Linked DNA regions of Mus musculus: regions 1 and 2 are each linked to region 3. A link is a contact called in public Hi-C data. All regions are on one chromosome and are shown on one strand. Each heading gives the region's core, a stretch centred on a gene start, on an enhancer-like site or on the middle of the called end of the contact. The rest is flanking DNA. Distances are from core to core; before and after follow the strand shown. Region 1 overlaps Gm32293 (a long non-coding RNA gene). Region 2 has its middle 73 kb from the start of Gm46273. Region 3 has its middle 32 kb from the start of Peli1.

What was found. Hi-C and Micro-C count contacts between places; a contact is called where the count stands out from the background.
Region 1: a contact with region 3 is called in a Hi-C map of liver, with 3 times the contacts expected there. The contact joins two enhancer-like sites. A contact is called at or near these places in 2 of 484 Hi-C or Micro-C datasets (liver and nephron progenitors), 4 of 115 datasets of contacts at active chromatin or transcription factors (the HPC-7 cell line, intestinal villus epithelium, pancreatic cancer cells and 1 more) and 1 of 9 other capture datasets (embryonic stem cells).
Region 2: a Hi-C map of liver shows a contact between it and region 3, with 3 times the contacts expected there. The contact joins two enhancer-like sites. A contact is called at or near these places in 3 of 484 Hi-C or Micro-C datasets (the HPC-7 cell line and liver) and 1 of 115 datasets of contacts at active chromatin or transcription factors (embryonic stem cells).

What each region holds. Positions count from the first base shown.
Region 1 is chr11:20,932,966-20,936,525 of GRCm38.p6, reverse strand. Gm32293 (a long non-coding RNA gene) reads right to left here. Exons shown (of 7, transcript XR_872298.3): 2 at 2,075-2,146; 3 at 306-945. Among named protein-coding and RNA genes, the nearest start is that of Gm46273, 17 kb to the right of the region's middle. Within about 2 kb of position 1,700, at least 9 of the 459 cell types and tissues checked have an H3K27ac peak or open chromatin away from gene starts, as enhancers often do. A contact at or near this core is called in liver, where this site is marked.
Region 2 is chr11:20,989,073-20,992,364 of GRCm38.p6, reverse strand. No RefSeq gene overlaps it. Among named protein-coding and RNA genes, the nearest start is that of Gm46273, 73 kb to the right of the region's middle. Within about 2 kb of position 1,509, at least 12 of the 459 cell types and tissues checked have an H3K27ac peak or open chromatin away from gene starts, as enhancers often do. A contact at or near this core is called in liver, where this site is marked.
Region 3 is chr11:21,057,254-21,060,954 of GRCm38.p6, reverse strand. No RefSeq gene overlaps it. Among named protein-coding and RNA genes, the nearest start is that of Peli1, 32 kb to the left of the region's middle. Within about 2 kb of position 2,349, at least 19 of the 459 cell types and tissues checked have an H3K27ac peak or open chromatin away from gene starts, as enhancers often do. A contact at or near this core is called in liver, where this site is marked.

The DNA.
Region 1 (3,560 bases), core at 451-2,950, 120 kb after region 3:
GGAGTGCATAATAGTTATTACCATCTTCATCAGAAGCAGCTGTGTCTACTTGCAAGCAACCCTCGTGATCACACCTGTAGTCCTCTTAGAAAGAGGAGAGAGTCATCAGCCTCTGCCTGAGACTTCAGCTGCTCCTTATCCCTCCTTCCCAGCTGTAGTTATCCTATGGCTGCACAGTGGTCCTGTGGTTTCTGGAGGGCATGAGAGTATACTGAAAGCTAACTGAAGGAGGGACTTCCTCTGTGCAATTGTGGAGATGTCATATCTATGCTGGGGTGAGATTTTTCAGTAGTATGACTACTTACCCATGTTCATAAGTAAGTCCAGAAAACTCATTGCTTCAAGCGAGACTCAGGTGGAATTGTTACTTTGGTCTGTCATGGTTGCCTTCTCTAGGGTACATAAATATTTGTTCTTGTTTCCCCAGGGAAAGTTTTCACAACAGGGCACAAAATCCAGTGTCAGATTGATATTACAACAGACTTACTATTGAGAGAACCATTAATGTGTGAACAGAAGGATGTATTTAACATTATTCGTGAAAGCTGAGTCTTTGTGTCCTAGTCATTTATTAAAGTCCCCACTGTCTATTACTTCACAATGGGCATTAAACCTCAACATGAGTTTTGGTAGGGACAGTCAAACTATAGCAACATCTTAGCCTGGGCCTCTACTTTTTATATCATTATTCATGACTAGGATGGGAACGTGTCCCTTTGGTCATGAGGAAACCTTAGGGATCTTACACAGGACAGAACTTTCTCAGGGGCTCCTGAGCCTTCAACACAATGGGGCACCCTCTTATCGTGTTCAGTGTTCCAAGCTAGGGATGATGTCCTTCGACTCTTGGCTGAGGCTTCTGGTGTTTGTAGTGGAAGGCTCAGTTCTTAGCAGCTTGTGCCTGTAGCACTCCATCCCTGTTACCACTGGGCTTCTCTGAAACACCTGTAAAGAAGCAGGGATGCTCTTACCTGGGAACCCCAGAGATTTCTGAAACCCACCCACCATTCTCTTTCCAGGCTGGGGACCGTTTTCTTTCTCTGGGAGACAAGAGATGAACAAGTCTTCAGCCTCCACCCTTCCAAATACCAAGTGGTCTCCGTTTAATGGGTCATTCCGTTTCTTTCACTTTCCGCTGCAATATCATTTTTAACCAGGATTCATCACCTTGTCACAATGTACAGTTTTTTTGGGTATGTCCTGTATGTCATGGACATCTTGAGACTTCCATTCTGGCACCAAATGCAGATCTAAATCCACAGAGCAGAAATTAGCTCAGGGTCACTGAGATAGAGCCCAGCATTCCACCTCTGTCTTAATGTATTGGTTTCCTGATCCCTTCAAGATGTCAGAGTATCTGATTTCACTTCTGTTCTCTGTGAAGTGTCCTCTGCTGACCCTCCTCTGTTAGAAAACCCTTCTAACTTATGCACTAGCTTCTCATCCTGGATGGAGGGGAGAGTGAATCTGTAAGAGTTTGATCTCCCCAAGAACAAAAGTTGTTTGCCTGGAGTTTTTCTGCACAGTCAGCCAGCAATAGAACCTTGTGGACTATATGTAAATTGTCTGACTTTCTCACCAATGAGATTAAGCCTACCATTTTTTTGTTTTGTTTTGTTTTGTTTTTACTCAGCAGGAGCTTGCAAAACACAGAGTGCAGTTGCTGGCTGGGATCACAGCTCTGCAAATTATTTCTAACAAGTATGCAGTTTTTTCTGAAAGGGGTCAAGCCAGGTCAGCACAATGGGCATTTGTCTGATACCTTCCAGAGTTAATGGAAGTTTTTGTTTATGAAGAAAGAGAAGGAAGGGGGTGGCATACTGTGGTCTGCAGCCCAGAGAAATTCTGCTCTTGGCTGTGGCCATAGATGTGTCTGAATTCTTTCACCCATGAAGGAAGTAACAAGGAAATTTATGTAGACTTAATTTCATGCCTTCATATGTCCATTATTTATATTGTTGTTGTTAAACATCTCTTGAGAGACAACTGAGTAATGATGTACCCACGAGGTAGAGGTAGCCAGCCCTTGCTGAACCTAAATAAATAACGAGCCCCAAGGAAGGATGAGGAGTACCCAGGTAGCCATGGTCAGCCATAGGAGGGCAACAGCAGCAACAGCAGCAGCTCTCTGTCACTTCCTGAAGCTCTGTTAATAAGAAAAACTAGATTAGGTATTATGAGAAAACCAGGGACAATAACCATGGAAGCCCTTCAGTCATTCCAGACAGTTGACTTCTAGACAAACTATGATAGAATGTTTGTAATGCATAACTAATCATGAAACCAAGTAAAAAGAATTGCTAAGTGTCAGAAGAAAGTGGAAAACTCAGAAATGAAACTTGTACTTTGACTAGGCAAGTTGTAAATTGAGCTAGGTATGGTGTTTCCTGTAATCCTAACATTTTGGGTGCTGAGGCAAGGGAATTACCATAGGTTCAGGGACAGCCTGGGATATAGAGTGAGTCCAGGCTATCCTTGGCTAACCAGTAACCCAGTCTCTAAAAGCAAATCTGAATACACATTATCTGTAAAAGGTTGATTCTACACTGTGGTACTAGTCAGCTCACTCTGTCAATGGCATTTGCATCTACAGATTCATATCAACTGAGGATTGAAAATACTTGAAAAAATTTACTTAATTGTTGGCATGCAGGATGTAGTAGGTCCAAGATGGTTGTGTCTGTGTTGAACAGTAGAGAGATGTTTTCCTTGCCACTACTCCTTATGAATTATCATACAATTATTTACATAGAATTTACATATTGGGTGCAGTATAGAAATGGCTTGAAGCATAAAGGAAAATACTCATAGATAATGTGCAAAACTGGCCAATTTTATATAAGAGATCCAACAACCACAGATTCTTATACATGTAGGGGCCTGGGTCCAGTCTTTTGCGGATACTAAAGTATAGCACGGAGAAAGACTGGCTTTTTAAAAGTTATATTTTAAAATGAGAAGACCCAAAATCATGAGATCAAAGTCTCTCAGGAGGATTTTGTGAATATTGTGCAGAAAAACATCGGCATTGTACAAAATGTAGACAAGAGCAAGAAAGGGTCTTTCAGGGTTAGGGGGAAAGGGAGCTACCCATCACTATGAGGAGCTACCCATCACTATGAGGAGTGACCCATCACTATGAGGAGCTACCCATCACTATGAGGAGTGACCCATCACTATGAGGAGCTACCCATCACTATGAGGAGTGACCCATCACTATGAGGAGCTACCCATCACTATGAGGAACTACCCATCACTATGAGGAGTTACCTATCACTATGAGGAGCTACCCATCACTATGAGGAGCTATGAGGAGTTACCCATCACTATGAAGTGCTGTGGGTAGTTACCCATTGCTATGAGGAACTATAAGGAGTTACCCATCACTATGAGGAGCTACCCATCACTATGAGGAACTACCCATCACTATGAGGCGTTACCTATCACTATGAGGAGCTACCCATCACTATGAGGAGCTATGAGGAGTTACCCATCACTATGAAGTGCTGTGGGTAGTTACCCATTGCTATGAGGAACTATAAGGAGTTACCCATCACTAT
Region 2 (3,292 bases), core at 260-2,759, 68 kb after region 3:
CTTGTAGTGTAAGGGTCGGAGAATCTCTGAAAGAAGACCCCAAACTTAAATAGTATGCAAAGACGAGGAGCATTTATTGTGCAGAAACAGCTCTGTCATGAGGGGTCAACCACCCAAGCAAAATGGCGACCCCAAAGCAAGCTCTCAGGCCCCTTTTAAAGCCAGTTAGGGGTTTTACAGTTGCAGTTGGGTCACCTTCACTAGGATTGGTTGAGCTTATGGTATGAGATATTTGAATACTTCTGATTGGTTTGTACCTTGAAGGAAAGAGGGTTACCTTATAGGGACTTTTTTCTATCTGTTGCAAGCCTCTGACTTAATGTCTGGGCAACTGATGATTGGCTGCCCTTTTCTGCAGTTTTTCTGAGAAGCTTAGCCTGTCCTTTTGGAACCTAAAATGGCTGACTGTTCTAAAATGGAGTAAGTGCATCCCTCTCAGTAGCAGTCAGAAGATACAGGTGCATAAATCTAATATTCCTTACCATTAGATGGAGGGGCTTCATCCTTGGGTGTGTGGAGAACACTGGCGTTTGATTTCAAAAAGAGAGGGAACAGACTTGTCTCAAAACTTGAAGAACTGGGTTTGAAAGTGGAATTGATTGTACTTCAGTTCTCCTGAGAAATTCATACTCATGTTGCTAATTAGGATGGTTCAGCAAGGGTTGAGATATGAGTTGAACACGACATCAGCCAATCTCTTGGTTTATTTGTCTTGGTACTTTGCTTTTATATAAGTGAGCAAGAGGATAATTGAATCCCCCCCCCCTTTTTTTTCCAGACATTGTGTGAGCTCCTTTCCCAATATAATACTTTACTCTGCAGAAGGATAACTTTAAGATAGGTATCCTTGTATCCGTTTTACACATGGAAAAGCTGAAAGCAAGAGAGGGCAACTTGCCAAAGAGCTCACCACTGGCCAGTCTCAGGACTGGCACACAGTTGACATCAGACCCTTCGCACTAAGTAGCACTGTCTTTTATAGCATTAGCAAGCATGCCAGTGTTTGCTGTGTGTGGTCCAAGCATAAATACTGAGGGGGTTGAGGTATTGGGTAGTCAGGGGAAGTTCTCTCAATCTGAAGATAGTGGGTAGGATCTGCTGCTATTTGATCCACATACAGATGAGCCAAGACATGGCCCTGATGCTGCGAGATGGAGTCTAACTACCTTCATATGCAGAATGCCACCTTTCCCATGGCCAAATAGACTGAGCTCTTGTTCTAGGGAAAGTCTGCCTTGGACAGTGTCAGAATGCCAGATCCTAGGGCAGGCTGGCTTTCTGTCCATCCCCAACTTAAGCTGGGTTTTCCCATGTTTTCCTTTTAGTATCACTACCCCATTATGCTATTCACATGCACATGTAGTGGTATGCTTTGCTCATATTGCCCCCGCGAGGATTTTTTTGTTGTTGTTATAATTCAAGAATCCATAAAAGGTCTTTCATCCTTCCTACCCCATGCTGAGGTTTAAATGTGCTCTGAGTCAAAACACTGAAGGGAGGAGATGATAGTTGCATAACAGAGCCTATTCCTGCCTGCTGGGTCAGAAGTTCAGCTCCACACTTCAGGCCCCCATTCCATTTGCTTCTGGTGCCTCTGAAACCCTGGACCCTCATCCCTCAAGTGGAAGGAGCTGGCCTCCCAGATTCTCTGGTGAGTGAAAAATCTCCCTTGTGATTTTATGTCAATAGGAAAGAGAGTACAGAACAAATTATTCCACAGCCTTTGTAAGAACACTTTTGGGCAGGGCCTTAGCATTCATTTCTGGGAATATGTAACTCGTGCTGTGGTGAGCGATGAGGGGGAGATAGTGTCATCTTCTGAGCTGAAGAGCTGGGCTGTGGGCTAGGTTCCCACAGGGTTTCCATGCATGTGTCTTGTTTCCACATGTGGTTCTGCATGCTTGGTGTGTGGGTGGGCATGTTCACATGTATGCATGTACATATGGCGGCCAGAGGACAACCTTGTATGTCATTATTTAATCTTTTACCTTTGTTTTGTGAGACAGGATCTCTCACTGAACCTAGGGTTTGCCGAGCAGACTAGGCTGATGGCCAGCAAAGTCTGTCAACTTGCCTTGACCTGTGTGTCACCATGTCCAGTGTTTTCTCTAAGGTTCTGGGGATTAAACTCAGGTTTTCACGTCTGTGCAGCAAGCATCGTACCGGTTGAGCTGCCTCTCCAGCCTCGTTTAAGACACCTATTTTCTAGGTTAGCTCCTTTGTATACTTTTCTGTTCAGCTCATATGAGCCATTCTTATTGAAGAGCAGCGGTTTAATGGAACAGGTGGGAATGAGAATAACCTGGCAAATGTGGCATCCGTGCCACTTGGTTATGTGGTAGAGTCCTGTGGCACCATCAGTTTCTCTGGGTCTCCTCTAAAGACACGGAATGTAACTACTTCCCTCCGGCTTGGGGGAAGGGCTTAAATCTAAGGCTGTATAAAGCACTTAGCAAAATGCCCATCACTGCAAATACTCCAGTGGAGGCTGTGGTCCTTGTCCTTGCTGCTTCTGTCCTTGTCCTCTCTTGGTGCTCTTTGGTGGGTGCATCCACAGCACTTCCCAAACAGTGAGGTCGGCTGCAGAGCAGTGCTGCTGCCTTCCTAATCCTCCCTGCCCTGTTCTTACTCCCCTACAAGTTGCTTGATCCTCCATCCTCCCTTCTTATCCTCTGCTGTGCAGACAGGGTGGACAATGCGTCTATGCCACGAAGAGTTTTCACTGTGATTTAATTGAAAGCCATTGGTCCACATAGTCTCGCAGTACTGGAAAGCTTCTGGAAACATCAAAATGATTCTTTGTGGAGACTAAACCCCATATTTGATGATTGATTTTTTTCCCCCTATTTTTCCCCAGCTAGACATGCACCATGTACCTAATACAACTCTGCGGCCACGGGGACAAACATGTGAGAACGATTTTTTAAAAGTGTAGCAGAGTGAAAATTCCATTTAAATCTTTGTTTTGAGCTAAACAATGAGATGGGAGTGCCAAGTGGTCAAATGGATTGTTTCTACATTCAAGAGAAGCAGTCTAGAGAGAGCGGAGGTTACCAACATTTAGGGCTAGCCCTTCCCACTCTCCTATCTTTTGGTGACTATGCCCACAGCAGGCCTGTTAGCCCAGTGGTTTTTTTCTCTCTTCCTGGGGAGTCAGAGCTGACATGGCACTCACTAGAACCAGTAAAGAAAACAGGCTGTGGCAGAGACAGCAGAACACAGAAGACTCACAAGTGTGGCTTCAATGTGTTCTGAGAGCCTTAGCCTGATCGGCTTCATACACCTGCGGTCT
Region 3 (3,701 bases), core at 1,100-3,599:
CTAAAAAGGCAAAGCTGACCGAACCAGCTGACTGGTGGTGGGATGCCCCATCTGCCTTTGGCTTTGGCTCCTCTTTTTCTTTGCTCCCTGTTCCCATGCTCCCTCCCTGCTTCCTTTCCACGCTCCCCACTGCCCTTTTGTCTGTGTCTGTCTGTCTGTGTCTGTCTGTCTGTGTCTGTCTGTCTGTGTCTGTCTGTGTCTGTCATCTTTCGTTGCAGCCTTCAAGCCTGAGCTCCTTTCTTTCCTCCCTATCTCTTTCTCCTCATTCCTCTCAAGGCAAAACTGCACAGTGGTTATTAACAGCCTATGATCTGAGAGTAGATTAAAGCCTCCAATTCTGCCTTTCCGTTTGCTAGCTTGATTGGCTTTGGGTAAGCTACTTAACGGTACCCGATGCCATTACTGTGAATTTAGATCAAGGCTCAGATGGAAACAGAACATCCCCTAAGGGAGACCCTGGGAAATGAAGGTCTACAGAGAGTACTGGGTGATCAGGGCAGGCACCCATCAGTTCTTTGAGAAGGCAGACATGTCCATCAGGTGAAATGGGATTACAAATAGGGAGCTGGTGGAGAATCAGTGGAAGGTTTCACATTCGAGCATGAGGGGATGTTGTTTTTGATAAATGGGGCCTGAGGTCTCAAAAGCATATTTGGATGTGGAACAAGGGAAGCAGACAGCCAGAACCGGCTGGCCCCTCTCTCTGTCCAATACGGCATTTCACCAGATGACCTTCAGAAAACAATGACTGAGCTTTCCCTCTGCCTTCCATAGCTCAGCAAATTCCACTTCGGGATAAATCACACCCAGAATCACACAAGAAAAAGATTCTGGAGACCTTAAAGTCTACCTCAATTAATTAAATTGGTAGAGTAAAAAAAAAAAATCATCATATAAGTAATTTTTAAAATGTATGAAATACAGTTATTAGTATTCTATAAATGTGGAAAAATAAATGAGTTTAATGCATGTGAAGAAAGCACTTTTCACAGTGTCATACAATGAGCACCCAACAATGTCATTCTTGAGTCCCCCACTGACTCAGCCCCTTCCTGTGTACTCTCTCACTGAGCACCGTCACTAAGTTTCTCAGCATCATTGCTGTGCAGTCAGAGTGCAGGATGGTGGGGAAAGTGTAACAGAAGAGGCACGGCATATTCTTTTCTAGGCGACATACACTGTATCTCTTCAGACAGCGACAGAGTGATGCTTTTAACAACCTATGGACAAGGTAGCGTCACCTTTCACATTAAAAGATGATAAATAGAAGAAGAGTACACATTTGCTTGCCCAAATCACACAGGATTTACACACTGTACCAATTTGCACATAGCAATAGAAACACAACCATTTCAAAAATTTAGTGTGTATATCTATGGTGTGTGGTCTGTGTGTTTGGTGGGTGGCGGTTGTGGTAGTAATGTGTGTGTGTGTGTGTGTGTGTGTGTGTGTGTATTTCACAGGTGGAGGCTGGAGAGCAGCTTTTGAATGGCAGTCAGTTCTTTGCTTCTACTGTGGGTCTCAAGGACTTCCATTATCCTCTCCTACCATATGAGTCACCTCGCTGGCCCTAAATCCAAGCATTTTAAATACGCTTTACATTACCAGTGGGAATACCACAGCTTGTTCAAAGGGAACAAAGGTTATCTATCAAGAGTCTTTCTTCCATTGTTACAAAGGTACCTTGTGAAATCTGGACAAGCTACAAATGCCCTTCTTGGTTTGGGATAATTCTAATGATTAGAAAGAATTTAGTATGGGGCAGGTTAGACAAAACCTTGATCAAACCAAGAGAAAGCCAAGGTAATTTGTGAAGAGGATGACAAAAGGTAGATGCTAGTTCAGAATTAGAAGTAAAATTTACTTTTTTTGTTTGTTTGTTTGTTTTCGAGATAGGGTTTCTCTGTGTAGCCCTGGCTATCCTGGAACTCACTCTGTATACCAGGCTGGCCTCGAACTCAGAAATCCTCCTGCCTCTGCCTCCCAGGTGAAACTTGCTGTAAAGGAACTCCCACTGCACCTTTGAAAGCCTTATGAGTCTCCCTGAAGGAAAAAAATCCCTTAAGAAATTCTAGCCAACATATCACTTGCCCTAAGTTTAAACCCCAAATCAACTCCAAAGACCGTGCTCAATGGAGCTTTTCAAAAAAAAAGTTTGATGCTTTTCAAAAGTCGTGTTTTCCCGTGGGGTTACAAATGTCCAGCGGGCTTTTCCTAGGGCCCTGCTCTTAGTTCTCACAGGTCCTTGTTACTCACCTCCTTCTAGAGCACTGATGGGTGTCTAACCCTGGTCTCTAGGAGGACAAATTAAAGAGAAGAGAGTTGGTCCTGACTGCCACATGAAAATCAGTGGACATGGAGTGTGGACTTCAGTCTCTCATGCTTTCACTTTCTGGCTCCTGCTCTCTCAGCCCTTCCCCCCACCCCACCCCACCCTTTTTTTTTTTTTTTTTTTTTTTTTTTTTACAGATAAATTCGATTTGTCCTCTGTGAAGCAAGACTTGAAGTGTTCAAAAGGTCAAGTGGGCAAACGAGAAACACAGTCTTTCTCAGGTGTGACACATTTTTAAGTGAAAAATTCTGAGACATAAAAGCTAACTGCACACAGAAAAATCAAAGACTTGCCCCTAAGGAGGTCCAGGGCGAACCCTGCACTTTAGACGGGCTAACTGTGCTTTCGCTCTATAGAGCTCAAGGTTGTAAACTGCGCTGTTGGGGAAGCGTTTGCTTTCCTGTAGTTTGGAAGATGTATGATATGAAAGGTTGAGGACAGCAGACAATGATTAGATATGGTGTTCTGATTTGGTGATAGCCACGCTTAGCACATGGGGGTTATTTCTCACCAGTAAAGCGAGCAGGGAGAGCTGGGTGTGGCGCTTTACTGCAGTCCCAGCCCCCGGAGGCCAGGATACACAGGGAATACAGGGCCAGCTGAGGTGCCAGAGCAACGTTTATCTCAATGTAAATAACTAATTCAAAATAGTGCTGTGTTCAATGTTTAACTTAACCGAAACCAGAAAGTGCAATAAAATGACTCGTTCAAAAGTTGAATTTGGTATTTTATAATAAACCCAGCAAATTTTGCAGCATATCATTTAAAACATGGGTTAAGGTAACCACAAATATACTTGATAGAATGGCCCTTTTCTGTGGTGCTATGGAGATATTTGGGATTAGATTCATGCCTCCGAAGGCATTGGAGGGCAGGACTGGCCCCTGCAGGGCCTCCGGGCTGCTGCTCCTGGGTTTACATGCCAGAATATGGGCCTGAAGCACGATCCTTACATCCTCACTCTTAGGCTTCTCTGAAGAGTGTCAGCACTAAAGACATTTTGCCAGGGATCAGGAAATAGCTTGATGCTCGAGCACATGGCCAGCATGTATAAGGCCCTCAGCTGCATCCCCAGCCATGGGCAAAGCGGCTGGTGTTAGAGGGAGAGAGATATTTTTTTTCTTACTGGGTATTTAAATGATTACCTTTAGCTAAGTATAAATCTACAATTTTATTTTCTGAACCTTTGGAAACTTTGTTCTCAGAAAACAAAATATAATTTATAATTTGAAGAATAAGTTTAACTAAAATCCTTGGGTGGTTTTTTTGCATATATATAGTGCATATATATATATATATGTATATATATATATATAGTGTGAAGAATAAGTTTAACTAAAATCCTTGGGTGTTTTCTTTGCATATATAT